2 separate regions of the Sus scrofa genome follow, and region 2 is linked to region 1. A link is a contact called in public HiChIP or PLAC-seq data. All regions are on one chromosome and are shown on one strand. Each heading gives the region's core, a stretch centred on a gene start, on an enhancer-like site or on the middle of the called end of the contact. The rest is flanking DNA. Distances are from core to core; before and after follow the strand shown.

Region 1 (4,982 bases), core at 1,691-4,190:
TCCTATCCAGCAAGGCCTCCTAGATTTTCAGAAATTATTTTTTTAGGTACACAAAAACAAAAGCCAGCCCTAATTTCTGCTGGAATTTAAAAGTAGCCACCACCTTCTTTGGCTGATTTAACTATACAAATATCTCCCCATATTTCAGGAGTAGGGAGGCCATCCTAGGGAAGGACTTGGTTGTCAGGGTCTTGGTTAGTAGAGAAAGCCACAGGAATGCCTGAGCCCAAGTCCTATAGCACCCAGAAGGAGGTTTGATTTTCTTCTTACTACTCGGGACCTTGTTTATTCTGGCAGGGGGCGATGAAAGCATTATTGACTCCAATGGCCATCCATCAGAAATGGTAGAAGAGGGGAATACTATCAGGAAGAATTCTCTGTGAGCTCATTCTGTAGGGGAAGTTAAGCCATGTGATGGCTGGCAACCAGGAAGCTAGACTACCCAGAATCCGGAGGAATGGAGAAACTGGCTAGCGAGGGCCCCTTCAGCTCTCCGATTGTCTTCAGATAGATGCACCTGATGCTGTTTCTTTTGATAGACTGAAATTGAAGGCCAGAGGAAGGGAAAGGATTTGCTCAAGGTCACAGAGTCCCCGAGTAAAAGTTGAACTTTTTTTTTTTTTTTTGTCTTTTTGCCTTTTCTAGGGCTGATTCCTGCAGCATATGGAGATTCCCAGGCTAGGAGTTTAGTTGGAGCTGCAGCTGTCGGCCTACGCCAGAGCCACAGCAACGCAGGATCCGAGCCGAGGCTGAGACCTACACCATAGCTCATGGCAACGCCAGATCCTTAACCCACCGAGCAATGCCAGGGATCGAACCCGCAACCTCATGGTTCCTAGTCGGATTCGTTAACCCCTGTGCCACGACGGGAACTCCAAAGTTGAACATTTTTAAAATTAAAGAGAGAAAGAGTGGAAGAAGCGAAGAGAAGGGATAAACTGTTCCATGGGTTAGACAGAAGCAGAGGCAACAATATACAGTCAAAGCCCTAGGTTTGTTACACAGCTCCACTTCTTACTAACTATGGGGTCTTGTTAGCCTCTAAGTTATCTTGTCTACAAAATGGAGATTAAATACTTATCCTTTGCCAGAGCGTTATAAGAATTAAATGAGAGGACCTCTGGAAAAGGGTTCTGTCAACTCTATAATGCTAGTCAAATAAGAACGAATAAGGCACTTCCTTCTCTCACTGCTTGACTGAACTCTTTGGCCCCACCCCTGCTGTTTATCAGCTTAAGGCCCTATTCTGAGCTGGGAGGAGGGGGAAGAAAAGATTTAGGGCTGCAAGCACTCATATTCCTGAGGAAGCAAGATGGACCAGGCGATGATGGGATGGGAAACAGGAAGATGGGACCAGAGGGCTGTGAGGAAAGGCAAGTGAGACAATGTCCTGATTCTGAGCTCTTTTCTGCCGCCTGCTTGAGCTCCACCAGTCTCTGGCCACTTTCTCCTTCATCTATTCACTGAACTCCTAGGTCAAGGGAGGGCAAATGCAGACCAGGCGAGATCTAGAGAGCCCCCTGCCAGCGCTGACTTCCCCTACCATTCCCGTTGCAGGAAAGGAGGGTGATTTCTGCCCTCAAACTTTCCTACCCTGAACAGAGTGCCTGCAGGGAGGGGGACTCAGATCCCAGGTCTCCGTGTTGGCTTTGTTCTCTAGAGAGCTCTGCTCCAGTCAGAGAGAGGAAGCCTCACTGCCCACCTACCCTGCTCTCAGACTGCCTGGTCTTGTGCCTCCACTCCCCATCTGTGGCCTGTGGTGAGAAGGTACTAAGAACCGCGTTTCATTTCTGCCTTCCCTGCTCACCCAGAGGAAAGAGAATTCTAGCTAAAAGGCTGGCCAAGACGAGCCCTGGCACTGTGGGTGGGGCTGGGAGGAGCCCAGGTAACCTTACTGGGTGAGACTCTGTGGTGCTTCCAGCTAAATCTGATGCTGTCTTGTCTGGGGTTTCTTTCAGTGCTCAGAAGCCGCCCAAGTGGGAAAGTACATGCACACAGGGGGAAGCCAGAGAGGAAAAGGGGGGTGGCTCATTCTGCCAGTAGATGAAGAAAGTGGAAATGCATTCAAGTGGCAGGCAGAGCTCCCAATTTCACAGAGCCTGGGGGTTGGGAATAAGGAGGAGAGCAATGTGCCTTCACCGTCCTGGGGTCAGAACTGCACATGTACGGTGTGTGTGCGCACTTCCATAATCATACACTTTCCTGGCTTCCACTCTGCCTATGGTCTAATTTCAACTCCTTCAGCTGCTGTATCCACCCATAAAATTATGAGTGTAAAAGCACTTTGCAAACCCTAATGCCCTCTGAAGAAGTAAAAAGTATTGCTGTGATTATTATCATTATTTTGTCCGATGGTTAAGATTTCTGCTGCCCACCTCTTAGCTATGTGGGGCCTAAAGAGAGGGAGGGCTGGGCAACTCCTCAGCTTCCGAGGTTCCTGGCCCTTCTCCTCTTCCAGCTGTCTACAGCTGGCTGAGAAGCTGGAGGCATGGGGAAAGCAGAGCAAAGGTAGTTTACTGGGATACAGGGAGGGAGAGAGGGACACATAACATTTCCCTTCAAACTTGAACCATTGCCCTGAGTCTTTGCCACCAGGAGAAGCTGGGGAAGAGAGCAGATGGTAGGTGGAGAGGAAGAATCAGGGAGGGCAGTGGGTCCCGAGCCTTCTTCTCCCTCCCTGGGTACTCCCCCCCCACCGCCCTGCACTCCTACCTTGGCCTTTCCGGTCATGCCCAAGATGAAGCTGAGGGTCCGTCGCAGGGAGGAGCCTGCCCAGGTACCTGAGCCCCCTTCCAGCTGGCTACAGCTGCAGAGAGAAAAAGAAGAGGTGAGGAGAGAGAAAGAGAGCTGGGAAAGAACAAGATACTCCCAGAGAGATGGTGGATGAAGGTACCATGGCCAGGAGAGAAGGAAGATACAGGGCAGAGACTGAGAGAAGGGTGAGGAAGAGCGAGGAAGGACTGGAGAGGAAGATGTCCCCACCCCCTCACCTCCTGGGATTTCCTGGATGCAGTCACTGCAGTTTCCCAGGCCCCTCTATTTATGAGGAAAACTCTGTCTCCTCCCAGATAAATACAGACACCACCCCCCTTCCTACCTAATCCAGGCCCAATCTCCTCTTTCATGCTGCTCCCCAACGGAAATGATATGGGGTGAGGGGAGGGAATCTCCAGGGAGGACTTTTTCCCTGCACAAAACAAGAGCTCTGTGTACGACCCTCTGCTATTTGGAAAGGGCCTCTGGGCCTAACGCCAATAAGGACTGAATTTCCTGGGATTTCATCAGCCCCATCCCATGAGCTAATCCCAAACCCAGAGCCAGGAGGATGTGTCAGCTAGAGATTTTCAAGACCACAAATCAAAACTTGATATCTTAAAGGGGCCATTACTAGCTCACACACCCACACTGTCTTAGAAGGCTGACCCACTCTAATCAGGCTTCGGCCGAAGGAGCCAAATAAACAGGTGCTGATTTTGCGTACTTATTTACATAGATGTTGAAATCTCCCAGCTCCCACCTCGAGTCCTGAGCTATGTGCATCAGCCCCTGCCCTCTCCTCTCGGAGCGCTATAGCCCTTGCCCAGCTCTTCTGAGGGCCACTCCCCATTGGTCTATTACCTCAGCCATCCAAAGCTGATCCAGGATCCTTGATCACTGTCTCTCCCTGATTGCACAGCAGCCAATCTGCCTGCTCACCTTTCTGACACTGAGAACAGCAAACAACCTCCCGCTCATTTATTTACCAGACACCCTGGGATCCAGATATTCCTTTTCTTTCCCTAATGTCTTCCTCATCCCATGGAGCTGCCAGGAACCTCCTTAGTTTTCCCTGGCCAATGAGAAGCGGAATGTTAGGCAGCCCAGAGAGAAGGCTATTTGGAGGTTTTTGATTAGAAACATTAAGGGGAACAATGTTTCAGGAAGCAGAGACCCTTGGAGCTATAGAACCCATTGCCCAGTCCCACTGCCCCTCCCCCATCTAGGCCTCTGAAGGGCTCCGAGTCCCCCAAACTCACCTTTGGCTGAGCTCAGCAGCAGAGGACTGGGACAAATTTCCTGCCAACACAAAAGGAGACCATGAAGTGTCCAGCTAAAGCCAGACAAAGGCGCCCAGAGCTGCCTCCCCCACCCCCTCCACCTGGATCAGGTTCCCAAGCTGCAGGTGCCTGTGACGCCATTCCTGAGGGCGGGCACTGGGGAGTAGGGAAGGAGGGCGGTGTCTCAGCAGAGCAGAGCTGAAGAACTTCGGAGCCACAGTAACAGAGCACTGGGATTGTGTGGAGACAGGGCAGGAAGACCAATGTCTCAGTTCTGTTTCTGGTGAAGGTGGAGGGCAGAGGATTGCCTTGGAGTTCCCAAAGCCTCATCTTACTGTCAAGGTACATTGCAGGTAACTGTCCTCCATCTCTAGTGACAGGAGATGCTAGAAAGCCTCTCCCTCTCCTATGGCCTTCATTAAAAGGAGAGCCTCAGAATACCAAAGTCCTGAATTCAGATCTCTCTTTTGAATAGAGGCACAATGGTGTTTCCAAGGGCGTGTGGTTAAACATAATGCCGGCCATCCAGACCCTAAACAGCTGGCCCTGAGGAGTGGGGTGAAACAGAGGAAAGGAACACTAATGCTTTGCTCCCCACTTTTACTCACCAGCTGGATCTGAGCATCCCACAAAACAATTGATGCCACTCATGGATACAGATTTGGAAACCATGCCAGTGGCTGAGTGGTCCAAAGGGCCAGCGGATGGATGACAGGAACCCTGACCCTAGAATCAAGTTAAGAATCTTCATGCAAAAGTCAAGTTTCATCCATCTCCCCACAGGCTTCTCACTTTCCCACAGCAAGGGCCTTCAGGCCTTCCACCCCTCCCCAGTACCCATATCTGGAACATTCCACTTGAAATAGTTGAGAAGTTATTCTTGCTATTCAGTAGACATCACTCTGTTGCAATTCAAACCCAGGCTGCCTTAATATAGAAAATATC
Region 2 (4,982 bases), core at 1,187-3,686, 36 kb before region 1:
GAGCTGTGTGTAGGTGGCAGACATGGTTGGATCCCCCTGTGGCTGTGGCTGTGGCTGTGTGTAGGCTGGCAGCTGCAACTCCAATTCGACCCCTAGCCTGGGAACTTCCATATGCCTTGGGTACAGCCCTAAAAATCCAAAAAAAAAGCTTATTATACTTTACGAGGAGAGGAACCATATTATGCTTTTGTCTTCCTAGCATTTAGCACAGTGCCTGGCATATGGTAAGGGCTTAAGAAATGCTGTGATTAGTGAGTGAATGAATAACTCAAAACAAAATACTAGAAAAGTGAAAAGGCTCAGTGAAATTCTCAAACTTGGCCAGTTGGTGGCACCACCTTTCTATATAACCACAAGGGAGTATTGCTAGTCTCAAACCAATGGAAAGGGTTTAGATTAGAAATGAATAAAGGTAAGAAAAAGAAATGATCAGAAGCCCAGATATTTCTTTTTTTTCCCCCCATCTTTTTAGGGCCACACTCGCAGCATACAGAGGTTCCCAGGCTAGGGGTCGAATCGGAGCTGTAGCTGTCAGCCTACATCACAGCCACAGCAACGCCAGATCCACTACACAACTCATAGCAATGCTGGATCCTTAACCCACTGAGCAAGGCCAGGGATGGAACCTGCGTCCTCACAGATACTAGTCAGATTCGTTTCTGCTGAGCCATGACAGGAACTCCCCAAAGGACCAGATATTTCAAATGGGTTAGCAGAACCCTGAAATTCTGACCTGGCTTCTGTTTCTCAAACCAAGAGAAAATAAGTCCAAAGCATTAAAAGACACCTTGGCTGCCAGATTGGCAAGGTGATGCTGGATGGGTGGGAGTGTAAACATGGCCCTGAGAGACAGAGTGATTGGCATGAAGTCACGCAGGAGCACTCCCTGAGGCCAGCAGGTGACCCCTGGGGCTCACCTGAACTTGGGCTGGGCACTCCCCTTCTGCTAACCACTTCACACGTATCCCTTGCTGAAGGACCCAAACATCCTGGCACGCAGTCTGGATCTCTTTCACCTCTGGGCTTCTCCTATAGGGTTCCTCAGACCAGCTGTTGATTATCCTGACAGGGCTCCTCTCCTCCCCCAGCATTCAAGGGAACTGAACATCAAACATCTTAATGGGTTGGCACAGGGCAGGAAGGTGTTGAATATTTTGGAATCCTTGAAAAAGCATTATTCCTTTATCTGCACCCTGCCCTCCACACCCCCATCTCCTCTCCTTTCTCTCATCACAGCAAATTCTGCAACGGTTAGGGCTATGGGCACAAAAGGGAAGGACCCATTGAGGCATTTTTTCCAATTAGGACTGAGATCATGAGGAGACAGGATGGGGTGTGGTGAAGGTGTATCTCAGCATCCGCAGCTCTGAAACGCGGTTTGGGGGTTGGAGGAGAGAATGGAGGCACCATTGACCTCAGATTAGAGCAGGAAAGTGTGAAATGGCTGTGGGCGTTAGTGATCGAGGCTAGCAGGACTTCTTAGCAGGAAGAGAACCAAGGGCATGCCCCAGGGCCACTCAGGTCCTCATAGGCTGCATTCCCAGTGGGGAGGGAACAGGAAGCTGTGACTTCCTCTCCCCTTTTCTTCCCTGCTTTTAGCCTCAAGGTCACTTGCTGCTGCAACGAATTCCAACCTGTGTTTTCGTTGGCGCTGTTCCCTGGCCATGGTGTTAATAACTGCTTAGTACCTTGCTCCCTTCTGCCACAAAGGCCCCCAACTTTTCCTTTGAAATAATAACCATTTGTGCAAATAGCAAGGCACAAAGTGCCCTTTCATATGTGTCATCTCATTTTATCACACTAATCCCGTGAAGAGAGATTTTAATTTGAAAAATTTAAGTAAGGAAACTGAGGTTCAGAGGAGGGAAGAAATTCACTAAAGTCACAGAGTGGTAGTAGAATTGGGACTCCAGAGCCTTGCCTGCCCCTACGCCCCCTCCCAGCCCACCTCCCCAGGTGCCCAGGGAGCACTTTCTGCAGAGAAGGGGGCCCCTGAACAGTTAGGAATAGAGGGGGTTATAGTTTGGTTCCTGCCATCCCTCAGATGGGGTATCTCTGGTCCCCTCCCTGGGTGGAGGCTTGGGGCTGCCCTTCATAGTGGGATAATTTCCCCTTCCCCATTCCCTCTCTTCTGCATGGAGACACACGCACGCACGCAGGCACGCACGCACGCACGCACTTATCCCAGGGTTCTGGTCCTCCCTCACCCTGCCCCACCCACCCCAAGACCAACAGAGAAGAGGCAGGTTGTCCCTCCAGGACCCGCCCTATGAGGTATGACCGTGGGCTGGGCCTCCAGGCAGCCAGAGGCCCCAGAGAAGCAGAGAAGCGCTCAGATCTACAGCAACCTGCAGAGCGCCCTAGGCGGCCCCTACCAGCCTGGCAGACACTCGCTGGCCCCTCTGCCCTGCACCACTGACATCTGATGCCCTGCGATGCCCACACCCAATACCTCTGCCCCCCTGCCCGCTTTCTGGGTCAATGCGTCTGGAGGCAGCGTGCTGAGTGCTGATGATGCAACGATGCCTGTTGGATTCCTAGCCCTGAGGGTCATGGTTGCCCTGGCCTATGGGCTTGTGGGGGCCGTCGGCTTACTGGGAAATTTGGCTGTGCTGTGGGTGCTGGGTAACTGCGCTCGGAGAGCCCCTTGCCCACCTTCTGACACTTTTGTCTTCAATCTGGCTCTGGCAGACCTGGGGCTGGCACTCACTCTTCCCTTCTGGGCAGCTGAGTCGGCGCTGGACTTCCACTGGCCCTTCGGAGGTGCCCTCTGCAAGATGATCCTGACAGCCACCGTCCTCAACATCTATGCCAGCATCTTCCTCATCACGGCGCTGAGTGTTGCCCGATACTGGGTGGTGGCCATGGCTGGGGGACCAGGTACCCACCTCTCGCTCTTCTGGGCCCGTGTGGCCACCCTGGCAGTGTGGGTAGCAGCTGCCCTGGTGACGGTGCCCACGGCTGTCTTTGGGGCTGAGGGCGAGTTGTGTGGCGTGCGGTTGTGTCTGCTGCGCTTTCCCAGCAGGTATTGGCTGGGGGCCTACCAGCTGCAGAGGGTGGTCCTGGCCTTTATGGTGCCACTGGGCATCATCACCACCAGCTACCTGCTGCTGCTGGCCTTCCTGCGACGGCGGCGACAGCGACGGCAGGACAACAGGGTTGTGGCCCGCTCCATCCGCATCCTTCTGGCTTCCTTCTTCCTCTGCTGGTTCCCCAACCATGTGGTCACTTTCTGGGGTGTCCTGGTGAAGTTTGACTTGGTGCCCTGGGACAGCACTTTCTACACCATCCATACCTATGTCTTCCCTGTCACCACCTGCCTGGCACACAGCAACAGCTGCCTCAACCCTGTGCTGTACTGCCTCCTAAGGCGGGAGCCCCGGCGGGCCCTGGAAGTCACCTTCAGGGACCTGAGAGCAAGGCTGTGGCCGCAGGGCCGGGGCTGGGTGGAACAGGTGGCCCTAAAGGAAGTGGGCAGGCGGTGGGAGGAGATCACCCCTAGGGATGGTGGCCCTTCTGCCATGCCCACCAACCGGGACAAAGGGACAGCTGGGTGAAGGGAGCAAGCTAATCCCCCTCTTTCTGGGGGTCTGCCAGGTCAGGTGCAGGATCCACGCATCCCAGGGAGAGAAAAGCTGGCTTCTCTGCTGTAATGTAACGCTCTCAGGGAGAGTCTGATCTTTGATCCCCAAGTCTGGCAGTGGGAGAATGGGGGAGGCCGGGGCCCAGATCAGGGCTGGGTAGGAAGAACCAGAAGTCTCCACGTGGAGATGGGAATGAAGAGGATCTGAGAATAAACCTCTGGAGCATCCACAAAGTGTGTGCACCTTTCATCCTGGTTCCACCTCCAGGTCAGTGTGGCCTAAAGGATTCTTTGTCCCGTGTCTGCCTCCTGTGAACTTTTCTAGGAAATTTTCCCTAAGGGTCCTAGGCTAATTGGCTCTATCCTCTCCATCCCACCTCCCTCACCTCAAATGGGTGTACCCTTGTCCTTCTTCTGGTGTTGGGGCCAAATGTGGCCTCCTCTGGCCATCTCTACCTTCTTACCATCTCAGTAGTGCCCTCAAAAACTTGGTGCCCACAGACACCTCAGCTGCAAAAGCTGTAGTTCCCCCTGCAGGGAGATGCCTCGTGTGGGGTCATGCTGGATGCCTAGCTCCAGCCAAGCCTGGAGTGCAAACCCCTGTTGCTGGCTGGGCGTAGCCCATGCGTTTCTCCTTAAATCAGGATTTGGGAGGAAGAAGAGAAGATAAGGACAGGCCAAGGATGAGGGTGGGGCATAAGGAGGTGAGAGATTGGAGAGCGCTTGGGAGGAGGGGAGGCCGAAGGTGCAGCCAGAGGAGAGGAAACCACAGAGAGCAGTGCTAGTCTTTCTCCTACCTCAAGTGCTTAGCTCAGAGCATCAGCTCAGGGGTTGAAACACACCCGGCTTCACATTCTAGCTCTGACACTAGCCAGCTGAGGGACCTGGGTAAGTTAGTTGACCTCTCTGTATGTTTTCTCAACTGTAAAATGGGCTGTTAAGGGGGTTCCCATCATGGCTCAGTGGTCATGAACCCAACTAGGATCCATGAGGATGTGGGCTTAATCCCTGGCCTTGCTCAGTGGGTTAAGGATCTGGCATTGCTGTGAGCTGTGATGGTGTAGGCTGGCTGCTGCAGCTCTGATTTAACCCTAGCCCAGGAACTTCTATGTGCCACAGATGTAGCCCTAAAAAGAAAAAAAAAAAAAAGGCTGTTAAGTATTTAACAGTGCCCGAAATGGAGTTTCACTATTATTCTTACACCCTATGTAAAGCAGAGACAGTGAAAAAGGAGGCAATAAAGGGGCACCTGGGAGACGGGGACAGGGAGTCATAAAGGTTTTGTCTGGACTTTCTACATGCTCTAGAGTGAAATGAAGGTTTCACATAAAGAACTGAGTGAGGGATTGGCCAGCCCCTCAGGCCCCTTTAGAAAGCATGCTCTCCAGGGCAGCGGGTT

What was found. HiChIP or PLAC-seq counts read pairs in DNA pulled down with a chosen protein or histone mark.
Region 2: a contact with region 1 is called in an H3K27ac HiChIP or PLAC-seq map of alveolar macrophages, with 2.2 times the contacts expected there. The contact joins the promoter of RXFP4 here to the promoter of ARHGEF2 in region 1. A contact is called at or near these places in 1 of 5 promoter capture datasets (fetal skeletal muscle), 29 of 47 Hi-C or Micro-C datasets (adipose tissue, alveolar macrophages, blood and 16 more) and 2 of 2 datasets of contacts at active chromatin or transcription factors (alveolar macrophages and skeletal muscle).

Annotation. Positions count from the first base shown.
Region 1 is chr4:94,047,154-94,052,135 of Sscrofa11.1, reverse strand. ARHGEF2 (Rho/Rac guanine nucleotide exchange factor 2) reads right to left here and starts at 2,940. Exons shown (of 23, transcript NM_001128463.1): 1 at 2,894-2,940; 2 at 2,713-2,806.
Region 2 is chr4:94,082,549-94,087,530 of Sscrofa11.1, reverse strand. It overlaps RXFP4 (relaxin/insulin like family peptide receptor 4), which reads left to right and starts at 2,436. Exons shown (of 1, transcript NM_001005844.1): 1 at 2,436-3,557. The coding sequence starts at 2,436. The coding sequence ends at 3,557.